Regions from separate parts of the Arachis hypogaea genome. Here region 1 is linked to region 2. A link is a contact called in public Hi-C data. All regions are on one chromosome and are shown on one strand. Each heading gives the region's core, a stretch centred on a gene start, on an enhancer-like site or on the middle of the called end of the contact. The rest is flanking DNA. Distances are from core to core; before and after follow the strand shown.

The links. Hi-C and Micro-C count contacts between places; a contact is called where the count stands out from the background.
Region 1: a contact with region 2 is called in a Hi-C map of leaf, with 4 times the contacts expected there. The contact joins the enhancer-like site here to the promoter of LOC112772430 in region 2. A contact is called at or near these places in 4 of 8 Hi-C or Micro-C datasets (leaf and an unstated tissue).

Annotation. Positions count from the first base shown.
Region 1 is chr18:25,844,833-25,851,404 of arahy.Tifrunner.gnm2.J5K5, reverse strand. No RefSeq gene overlaps it. Among protein-coding and RNA genes, the nearest start is that of LOC140181320, 14 kb to the right of the region's middle. Within about 2 kb of position 2,099, at least 3 of the 3 cell types and tissues checked have open chromatin away from gene starts, as enhancers often do.
Region 2 is chr18:25,642,881-25,648,977 of arahy.Tifrunner.gnm2.J5K5, reverse strand. It overlaps LOC112772430 (protein DETOXIFICATION 18), which reads left to right and starts at 2,825. Exons shown (of 7, transcript XM_025817371.2): 1 at 2,825-3,232; 2 at 4,342-4,886; 3 at 5,366-5,452; 4 at 5,556-5,612; 5 at 5,694-5,932. The coding sequence starts at 2,924.

The DNA.
Region 1 (6,572 bases), core at 850-3,349, 200 kb before region 2:
ATTTATTTATAATTTATAATTTGTAGATATATTTTAATTTTAATTTTACTTATTTATTAAATATTTATTTCATGATGTTGTTGTAGTAGAGCTTTCTATTACAACGGATGGAGAATTCATTGTGGAAATGAAATTCAGTATTAGAGAAGTTGTTATTACAGCTATCAAAGATTATATCATCTGTAGAGGTATAGACTATCAGAGTGTATAAGTCGGAATCGATGATATTTTATGCCAAATACATACAATATGACACAAGCTGTGATTGACTGATCAGGGTCAGCATGATCCACAGAAAGTACTATTGGAAGATAAACAGGTACAATGATAGTCACACTTGTAGTAGAGCCACCATTTCTTAGGACTATTCGAAACTAGATTCCAACACAATTATAGAAGTAATAAAGTCATTGGTAGATGATGATTCCTCTATAAATTCTTTTATCCCGGAGAAGTTGTTGAGCAATGGCAGAAATTTTTAGTGCACTGTTGTCCCAGACTTGTTTTCAAATAAGATTGTCCAAACCTCCAAATAATAACATGATGTGACATTTCATGTACCTCTAAATGCCAATTTCATCCGTCAAATTTAAACGATCTTTCATATTCGGAAGTCACATCAACTTTATAAAACTTTCTCTACAATCTGCCTTCTTAAGTGCAACTCTAAACCGGTGCAAATATTTAACCTCTAAGTCATCGTGATTACTCATAGTCATTTCTGTCATTAGAAGACCATTTGTCAAAAGACCAAGAATTACAGCCACATCTTCCAATATCACAGTACACTCACCAACCAAAAAGTGAAATATATGTGTATTTAGGTGCTATCTCTCAATTAGAGCATTTACCATTGTCGACTGACATTGAATTACTCCAATTTAAAAAACGTGATAAAAACCAATCTGTCGTAAATACTCCTCAACAATAAAATTGTACGGATCCGGTGGAAGTAGGTAGTTACACATCAACATTCATAAGCCCTACAAAACATAATCAAATATTACATCAAATAAAATTATCTATAAACACTAAATAATTAAAATTTTTATTAATTAAATTATATTTTAATTATTTTATCACAATTTATAACTGTAAAACAAAATTATTTATTATCATTAACATAATTTAATTATATTTAACAAATTACCATTAATTATCCGAATAATAATATAATATACACTAATATTATTATTAATTAAAAGTAGAGGTCCACGTTTATTCTATTATTCACATACATACAAGGCTTATATAACTAATATTATTAAAATAATAATCAATTACTTAAAATAACTTAGTATTTATATATCCAAAAATTTTAAAAATATCTAATTTATTAATAACAATAAATAATTTATTAAATTAACAATAAATTTAGTATTAATAAATTATTTATATTAATTAATTTATTAACACTAAATTCATTCATTAACACGTACGGCTATTATATTAATTACTTAAGTAATATTATTATAATAACGATAATAATTGTATCTAAAAAATTAAAAATTTAATTATAATAAATATATTAATTATATATACTGTATTATATTATATATCTAACAATAATTAATTATAATAATAATTAACTCATTAGTTACTCAAAATATGCTAAATATATTTTTAAAAAAAATCCACAATTATATTTAATTTCTAACAATTACTAATAAAACTTAAATATATCTAAAATTATAATTATAATAATTATTAAATACACTAATCGCACCGGAACATGTATTATCTAATGTATATAAGCCTATGTCGACAACATTAGCTAATTAAATTCAGTACATAACATCTCTAAATACAATATGCTAATTATCACTTAATCTTTATAAACAACATTAATTTATAATATTATTATTATTATTATTTTTATTAAATCAAAAAATTTAAAAATAATAACTTACATATTAAGATGACTAAAATAATTAACAATGTGAAGTTTACGAATGATCATCTTTTATTTTAGGTCTCCTTTTTGGCCTTCTTTGTGTTTTCAGAGAAAGAACAATAATAGATATGGAAGAGTGGAGCACGCCAGTTGGTGCATGTCCGACACGTGACTATCATACATAAATCGAACCCTTCGATTACTGATCTACTAACTCAAATGACCGTCCGATTTGCTCTCTCCTGTCATCACAATGGCATCAAACATCATAGTCCCTAATAATGTTGCGTTACACTTTTGTGAACTTGTGATACTCATTCAAAATTAAAAAGTGCATATCTACACGTGTAAAAATTTGTCGACAAAACCAGCAAATGTCAAATGTCTCCAAAAAACGACAAAAGTTACAGTTTCATGATTCATCAAGTTGTCATCAAATGTCAAATGTCAAATGTGTTGCAGTCTTTGGTAACACTTTAGCTAAGAGATTAAATTGGATAATAACCACTTTTTTTTAAGCAGCAATAATTATTACTAATTAATAAGATGTTTTATTTTAGACTTTTTAGACATTGTTTTGGCCGAATCCGTCATTATTTGATTTTAGGAAGTTTTTTAAAATGGATGCCAATTTATCTAAAGTTCATGATATATTTTATATACTATTATAAAAAGATATGGTCACCTTCCACTTAAATTAATTTTATAATATTGTATCCAATAATAAATTAATTATGTATATTTTAACAAATAATAATTTATTTAGACCTATAAAAAGAATCTATATTGTTACATATAAAGATCTATATAATTTGTATTAAAAAAATTATTGTTGCAAATAAATGTGTTTTTGTAACTAAAGAAATAAAAAATATTATAAAATTAAATTATATTTTGTAACAAAATTTTTATGATAAAAAAATAATATTGTTACAAAAAATATTTTAAAAAATAAAAAATTTGTTATAAAATATTATTTTGTATTATAATAATTTTATTTTTTGTTATAAAATTTTTTTGTAATGAGACATACTACAATAATTCTGTAACAATTTTTTTGTTACAACTTTTTTTTCATTTTAAAATTCAGATTTTTTGTAATAATTTTTTTATTACAAATACTATTTTTTCTTATAGTATGGTCACATTCCATGGAAGCTACAAATACTGTAGGTGCTTGTTGGACTACGATGTTAGGGTTTGAAGATATGCTAGCTCCAATAAAAATTCTTTCGTCGAATGAAATGCCGTATCAATTCTCCCATATACCTTCTGAAATCATCATATACATTATGACTCAAGATTTTAAACTAAAGATTTACATGTAGTCTTAAGTTAAAAAAAAAAAAAAAAAAAGAGAGTATAAAATGTGCTTTAAGCTAAATGAAAGCCCAAAAATAATTTCCAAAAATCAAATAAAAAACATATCAAAATGTCCAAACGTCTCAAAAAAATATCTTATTAATTAATAATTTTTTTTGCTTAAAAAGTGTTGGTCATTATCAATCAATAATGTTACTTTCTCATATATATTTTAGTTAGAAGGAGTTTTTCTTTGAATATTAGGGAGAATGATAATGGAAGTGAAAAACAGAAAGATGATGAGAAAAGAAAAAATCAATGAGTACATGTTAAGAATAAAATCTCAAGTATTCATCAAGATCAGTTCGAAAATAGAGAACCTTTTGCTAAGAAGCAGGAAGTAAATTCTGAAAGTATTCGAAACTCAAAAACATTTGAAAATCTTATAAGAGTAGATTTGAGATCATTTATTATTTTTGTGGATAATATACCACGATTGGTGAATCTTCAATGGTTGTGGAAAGTATTTAGTAAAGAGAGATAGGCTGTGGATATTTTTCTATGAAAAAAGAAATGGTTGACGATTCCTCATAAGTTTACTTTTGTCAGATACGCCTTCAACAACCATGTATAGAGGGTAGTTTATCACCTTTATGGTTGGAATGTAAGTGGAGTATAGTTATCGGTGTTAGAAGCTAAGTATGGGAGAGGTGATAATAAGGATGGTTATAGTGCCAATCCTAATGGTTATAACATAAATGAGAAACAACGTTCTCAAAGAATGGAGGAAAACAGGCATGTGGGTTATGGAAGATCTTTTAAAGAGTGTCTTATTGGCTCTGATTATGCAAAAGATGATAAAGTGGTTGAGAAGTGCAAAAACAAAGACAAGGTAACGGTGAAAACTGTTAAAGGTAGTATGAAACTAAGTATGATAAAGAAATTACAAAGGAGTGTTATTAGAGAGTCGGTAATTCTTATAGATGAGGAAGACACCATTCCTTATTTATTTCAAGATTGACATACATTGTCTGAAGTAAAATCTATGAGCCCATTTAAAATGGTCATTATTTACAATTCAATTGAAAATATAGAAGAGGCCTTCCAATCATCTTTTTTGTTGAATTATTTTGGATAAATAAAAAGATGGTCCGAAAATGAATCCTATAGAACAAGGAGGACGTGGATTGAAATGCACGGTATGCCACTACATGTTTGGAGTGAAGAAAACTTTTGTAATATTGCAGAGGTTTGGGTTCCTGTTATAAATTGGGACAAAAATTCTATTCAAAGTCAAAGCTTCAATCCAGTAAGTGTTATTGTAGAAACTACTTGGGTGCCCATAATACAAGATCAAATTCTCTTAAAAGTAAATGAAGCAAAATATGAAATCTTTATTAAAGAGAGATGTGGCAATCTTCTTGGTGATAAGGACAAGATGGTGATAGTAAAAAATAGTAAAGGGATGAATATATATAAAAAATAAATACTTTTAAGCAGCTTTGAGAGAAAATTCAATATTCAAGCAAAAGAGTTGGAGAAGAAAGATAATGTGATGGAGGAGGAATTGGGAAACAACGTAGCAAATGAGAAGAACACAAGTTATGATCTGTTGACAGACTTGTCTCAAGGAGAAGCCATGGAGAATGATAAAGGTGAACTTCTAGACATACAAGAAATGGAGCTAAGAAATAACTTTGATAGTTCAATCTCAACTAAATGCTTGGAAGATGATAGATGCACAGATAAAGTGATACCGAAAAATTAATTGGGTTTCGATGGTCCAAAATGAAGTGTAGTAGGGTGTAATAGCTCATAAAATGGATGATGATGAATCAATTTCTGCACCCCTATATCCACTGGACTTTGAAGAAACTATTAGAAATGACAGCCTTTAATAATGGGCTGCATAAAGACAATAAAGTCAAAAAGAGTAGGATTGCAATAGATCCTAATCTCACAGATGAAAAAAAGAGAGAGAGAGAGTGCAAGTCAGCGAGACCTAGAAGAAGATTGAGAATAGAAATGAAGACTAAGAAACACTTGAAGAAAAAGAGAGCAAAAGCGAATAGTTCTAGAATCAAGAAGAGAGCCATAAATGAAATATAAGCTAAAAGAGAAGTAAGAGGTTTTTTCACTAAGAAGAAAAGTGAGAATACCTTGGGACGTGACTATAGTAGCAAAGAAGAGAAAGATGAGTCTGAAGATGAAGTTATCAAAACTTGGAGAGTAAGAACTCAATTGAAACTGTCTTGCAGTAATGATAGTGAAGCAGTAACATAGCTCAAAAGGAGCGAACTTGAAAAATATGACAGGATGGACAATATATCTATCATAACAAGATTTGTAACACCCTACCATACAGAGTCTTATGTTTAAGTCATAATTCAGAGATAGCAAGGTATTACGACCTCTAAAACAAAAATTTAGTACGTATAATAGTATGAACGATTGATTATAACTAGGAGCCTTTGTAGAAAAAGGGGTAAACAAAAACCGTAACTCGAAAGCGCAACACTCCGATCGATAACGTAACGAATAGGGATAAGCTAACGCGAGATTATATATATACAAAAGAGTGTCAAAAACGGGAATATCAAAACTCAAATCCGGATGCGAAGATAACCGGTCCGGGCATAGCAATATATACATATAAATAGAATAAGATACCAAAAGGAAACCCAAAGGTAGCGTTTGTTTTGAGGTACTGAGACAGAGACTGAGAGACTGAGAGACTGAGACTTAGTATCATGTTTGTTGGTTCAGAGACTAGTACTAAAATTTCTGTCTCTGTCCCCAAAATTTCAGTATTTCAGTACCTCCAAAAAGTAGGGACATAGGAGACTAAAATTTTTAGAGATAGAGACTGAAACTTTAATAACATTTTATACCTAAAATACCTTCATTTTAATTAGTTAATTTCAATTTTACCTTTTTTACAAATTAAATTAGAATTTTATTCTTGTTTCAATTTCTGTCTCCCACTTTGCACCAAACAGAATACTGAGATTTATTTCAATCTCTGTCTCTTAGTCTCTGTCTCTTAGTCTTAGTCTTTCCGTCTCTGTCTCTCCACCAAATGCTACCAAAGGGACACAAAAACAGAGAACCTAGTCTCCAAAATCCCCTCTAAGAGGAATCATCACAGTTTGTATTATTCAATGGAGATAAAAGTATCTAAGAGAAATCGTAAAATCAAAACAGCGTCCCGAGAACAAAGGATCTTCGCTAATCCAGAAGTCTCCAGCATGCCTCAGCGAGAAACCTCACGTCCTGCATCTGAAAATCACAAAATCCGCATGGGTGAGAACCAGAGGTTCCCAGCATGGTAACAGCTTCCACATATATAATACATAATAAAAGAGGAAAGCCGAAG
Region 2 (6,097 bases), core at 1,576-4,075:
GCCAACCTTATTTTTTAGAGCTAAAATGTTTGGTGAGCACGAAGAGGTAAAAGAAGACCTTAAGAGAAGGTCAGACATCCAGTTTCTGACAAAGAATTTAGTATATTTTTAAGAAACCCCAAGAATTTGGATGCAATTGGGTAGGGACAACATTGAAGAATTTAAAGACCTCTGACTCAAACTCAGAAAAAAGAAAGGTAACCCCTAACTTCGTGAAAAAATAATCATAAACATATATTAAATGCCGCTCCAACCTATCAAGTCGGGGGAAGCAAACTCTCTCCTCAGGATCAGCAACAACAATCTCATAGTTTCTCTCATCCTCTCGACTTAAACATAACCTATGATGTCTACAAAAGGTATCGACATATTCATTATCAATCACAAGGATAAGGGTAAGAACAGTTAAATCTACTCATTTCAAGTCGGATAGGACCTTAGACGATATGCTGTGAACTACTGACAGACACATATAAGCTACATCTACAATACAACAAAGCAAAAATCCATCACTACAAATTAGACAAAACAAAGCAAGAAATTAGAAGGTCGGGACAGTTTCAAAGATTGACACTAACATCCCGAACGTAAAGCAAAAACAACACAGGCATTCACAAACTCAAAAGAGGTCGGGTCAACATTGTGAAACCCTCCCAGAGCCCAAACGGTTATGCGATACCTCTTACATATAGAAATGAGGTCATCTCCTACATGAAAATGACATCATTTGGGGGCAATATAGAACCCCACGTTTAGAACCACAACAATAATAAAAATCTTTCAACAACCAAAACCAGATTTTCAAGAACGCAAAACCCCAAAGTCATAGTGGCAATCACAAGAAAGATTTCAAAAATTCCATTCATTCAAACATGGATACAACCCAAAATACAGAAAAACAACAAAAGAGGAATAAAAGCACCAACCTTGAAGGAGCACGAAAATAGAAGGGCGATACAAACTGCAGAAACCCGAAGAATCCTCTCCCAAAGTGCGAACAAAATCCTCTAAAAAGTTTTAAGATGAAGAAATCTTGAATACTGGAGCAAAGTGCAAGAAAGAAGGAGTGAAAAAGGTTACGAAGCTAACATTTTAGAAGCAGAAAAAGAAAGAAAGAGGGAAGAATGGAATATTTATAAGACACCAGGGGCAAAAGTGATATTTCGTACCCCTCATTAATGAAGTGCATGGATCCCAAAAAAACTGCAATGTAATGCACGTCGTGTCATTAAGTGGCCCAACGTTTTCAAAAAATTTTAAAACACGTCGAGTACCCGACCTCTTGAAAGTTGTATACTCAACGAAGGAAACTGATGAAGCCACAAACGCTCGAGCCCAACCTCATAAAAACTCGGACTCCAGCAAGGGGACTGTTCATACCCGGACCCAAAAATATAAAGTCAGGCCAAATAAAAATAAAAGCCCACCCAAAATGGTGGCCTCATCTACTTACCTAACCTCAAAAGGTCAGGCACGACAAGGGTGGTTCAACCCTACTTATCTGAATAAGTAACTATCCCCTGAAATATATCCTACTATTTCTCTATTTTATCTAGAAGGGAGATCTCAATAAATTTTCGAGATAAAGGGAACGATCATCCACCATCAATGGTGGAATTATTCTAAAGGTGGTTATCCTTTTACTATAAATACATTGATAGAATCTCAGGTATATTCAGGACTCAATCTACTAAAAACCTGCTAAAACCATTGCTAACTTAAACATCAAAGTCTCTTGCAAGTACCACATCCTCAAGAGTAACTCGGACGGCAGCATCTCGGCTCCAACAGAAGTCGGACGCTGCCCCAAAAGGAGTCTGGACCTCACGTTCAGACCCATATCACCGTTTTAACCTTCAAAATATGAATATTATAATAAATTCTAATATTTTAAGTGGTTATCAACATTTAATGTAAGTAGTTATTACATGTATTATTAGAATTAAAGTTGTATTTGTTTATAGACACGGAACATTGAAATAAGAACAGAGAGACACATATAAACTAATATTTGACAGATAAATTATAGATAAAAATATTGTATCTAAAAATATTAAATTAATATATTTTGTGTCTATTTTAATAAAAAAAATTAACTTATTTTTTATTTTTTTAATTATTTTTATTATTTTTTATAATTATATTTTTTATTGTTATATTTTTTATAATTATAAAAATCTAAATTATAAAGTTAAATTTTTATAATTTATTTTAATTTATTACTAAATAAAATATAAAAATATTACCTTTTATATCTTTATCATTTATATTTCCTTATCAATATCATGTCTTACCTCTATCATTTATATTAAAGATTGTTCTCTTCTCTTAAAGTTGAATAGTCTCATATACCCGCAAGTGGTGTGGGACTCACAAGAGTCTTACATATGGCCTACTATATTGAATATGCTAAGTGAATCTGATAGTACTAAATTAGGAGTCAAACAAACAATTGTTTTTAATATATCAATATTCATTTTAAAAAACGTTAATGTTGCTAAAATATATGCATATATGGTACTTATACTATGATAGTTACAGTATTTAAAAAAATATATAATTAAAATTAAAGTAATTTTTTAATTATTTAACATTTTTTAATTTAAAAATAAAAAATATTACTAAAATATATAAAAAATATAATTTTAATTTTAACAACACTTATATAATCACTATAATTATAAATATACTTTTTAAAATAAATACTGTTTTAGTATTAATATTTTTTTAATAATTAAATATATATATTTATTAATTAAAATAATTTAAATATAAAAAATATTTAATGTATAAATAATATTTTTCATGATATAAATATGTATGCGTGGGCTCCCGAAAAGAATTGAACAAAATAGAAAAGAAGTAGAACAGAGAAGAGAGGAAACGTGACCACATAGAACTCATTAATTGGGAGATAATAATAATGTTAGGAAGTAATAACAAAAGTTCCCATGGCACTGCAGCAACAACAACACCTCTCTTATTAGGTGATAGAGAAGAAGTAGAAGATGCACAGCAACAAGAACAACATGAAGAATGGTGGAAGAGAATCTTGGATATGGATGAGGCAAAGCATCAACTACTGTTTTCACTGCCCATGATTGTTACAAACTTGTTGTATTACTTAATCACTTTGGTTTCAGTAATGCTTGTTGGTCACCTTGGTGACCTTCAGCTTGCTGGTTCCACTCTTGCCAACTCATGGTTCAGTGTCACTGGTGTCTCTCTCATGGTAATCATTCACACAACTCTTTCTTATCTTATCTGCTTTAGTTAATTTCTATTTCATTTTATTATGATATTGGATTTGTTTTAAATTGGCTCATTTATTTAATATAGTGAACCAAAACTGAGGGTACAAATATTTTCTCTATTGTTTTAATGTGATAGATTCTTGTTGACAATATAATATAATGGTGGTTTTGGCCCCTGAAGATACACACTATTGAGAATTGGTGGTCTTTTAGCTAGTTTACGTTGAAGAGTTCTTTAATTTTGTTTAGAGAGTTGTGAGAATACGAAATAGTCATTGGTCGTACTTGTGGTAAGTCATTGGTCGTACTTGTGAGTGTTAATTTGTTATATAATAGTCATGACTAAACATTGCTTAAAAAAAAATGAATGGTTAAGAAAAGTAGAAAACAGAAGCTAATATAATATGTAATTAGTGGATCAAACAAGAGTAAGAACTGTGACTTGCTTAACATATGAAATTTTTTCTTTTTGAACAATTATTTAATCTATCATTTGAGTTAAGATCTAATACACAATAGATTACTAGCACAATTGCTCCCACAGAGTGTGTCTAAGGTTCTGAAGGTCAAACCGGTTATTGTACTGGTGGAGTTAAAAGTTTTCAAAGATCCCATTAAAATTCAACTAGGATTGAATAACATATAATTAAAATAATATATTTATATATAATATATAATTTTTTTTATAATTTATTATTTTAAATTGATTATTATAAAAATTATATCGATTCAACTGAGTAACCATTTTTTTAGTTTTTGATTGATTTATTGTCAAAGAATTTTTATTTTGAACTGAATTGATTTGATAATCGATTTTTAGTTAACTGAGTCGAACTGATCATTTTGTTCTAGTTAGAAGTGGTAGGAGCCTACATGAGACCTACATATGGCCCATTATCACAAACATTCTACAAATGAGTTTGATGGTAAATTGAGTGTGGCAAACATTTCTTTTAACAATAGCTTATGTTGTTTGATGGTAAAGTATCAACATTCATGTTAAATACACAGCTAAAATTATTAGTAACACACCCTATGTTGAATGTGACATTAAACTCTAGTATTGTTTTTCATGTTCTTTTCTTAGGTTGGTTTGAGTGGGGCACTAGAAACACTATGTGGGCAAGGATTTGGTGCAAAAGAATATCAAATGCTGGGAATTTATCTACAATCTTCATGCATCATATCCTTTGTTTTCTCCATCATCATATCCATAATTTGGTTCTACACACAACATATCTTAGTACTACTTCACCAATCCCAAGACATATCAAAAACAGCAGCACTCTACATGAAGTTCTTTTTTCCAGGCTTATTTGCATATGGATTCTTGCAAAACATTCTTAGGTTTCTCCAAACACAATCTGTTGTGACACCATTGGTTATTCTCTCAGCTATCCCATTGTTGATCCACATTGGTATTGCATATACATTGGTTGAGAAGACAGGTTTGGGTTTTGTTGGTGCACCTATTTCAGCTTCAATTTCACTATGGATAGCTATTGTTTTGTTGGCTTTGTATGTTATGTATGGAAAGAACTTCAAGTTGACATGGGAAGGGTTTTCTACTCAATCTTTTCATTATGTATTCCCTAGCCTTAAACTTGCTCTGCCCTCTGCAGCAATGGTATGGTATGAGACACTAACAAACTCTACTTTTTCACTTTTGCATCTCTTCAAATCTAAATTAGTAGTAGTAGACCCGAAAATTAAATAGTTTTCTCGTTTCTAATTCTGTAAGTTTACGTCAAATTAAATTGCTTTCTAACAAAAAAAAAAATGCAAAACTGAGTAATTCTTGAACTTTTAAGATTTTAATTTTTAAAGAATTTAGTCTTTTTGTATCAAATTCTTTTATTAGAAAATATGGGGACCAATTTTTTTTTTGTTAGAAAAAAGATTATAGATTAATTTGCCAATTTTTTTATATTGGAAAGACTAATACTTTTTATATGAAAATGGGTAAGGATTAATTTAAAAATTTACACCTGGATGAATATAACTTCTAGAATCAACAGTATTTGCAAGTCAAATTGAGAGAATATTGCTGCAAGTTAGTGATAGAGTATTATATTTATGAATCTCATAATTATGTTTTCTTGTTATTCAAGTTTGGAGTATTGGGCTTTTGAAGTCTTGGTTTTCTTAGCTGGAATAATGCCTGATTCAGAAATAACCACTTCCTTGATTGCAATATGGTATGGATGGTTCTAATGGTTTAGATTTTCATTTTCAAATTAATTATTTTACTTTTTATAGAATTAATTCTCTTTAATTAATCTTTAAAACAAAAATCTGCAGTGCCAATACAGAATTCATTGCATACATGATAACTTATGGTCTCAGTGCTGCTGCAAGGTTAGTTAATTGAACATATTCTTATGTTTTAGATCTTATTAATTTTTTTTCAATTATTGAAAAACCTTAGCTTGATGACAGCACCCGAGTTTCGAACGAACTGGGAGCCGGCCACCCGGACCAGGCGATTCGCGCGATGAGAGTGACTCTCACTCTCTCAGTTCTGCTTGGTTTGTGCTTTGTTTTGGCACTTGTATTTGGTCATAATATATGGATTCAAATGTTCAGTAGCAGTTCTAAAATAAAGGAGGAGTTTGCTTCAATAACACCCTTACTAGCAATATCTATATTACTAGATGCTGTCCAAGGTGTCTTATCAGGTTTAGTTTCTTTGATTTTTTCTTTGTCTTTAAATTTGGTTCTTTATAACAATGCATTCCAAAGTTTAGAAATTATTAAGATGGAAAGTTAGATCCACTTGTCTTTATACGAAGTTAACAGTTGAGAATTATTAGATAATAATTTAATCAAATTTGTCAAAATAT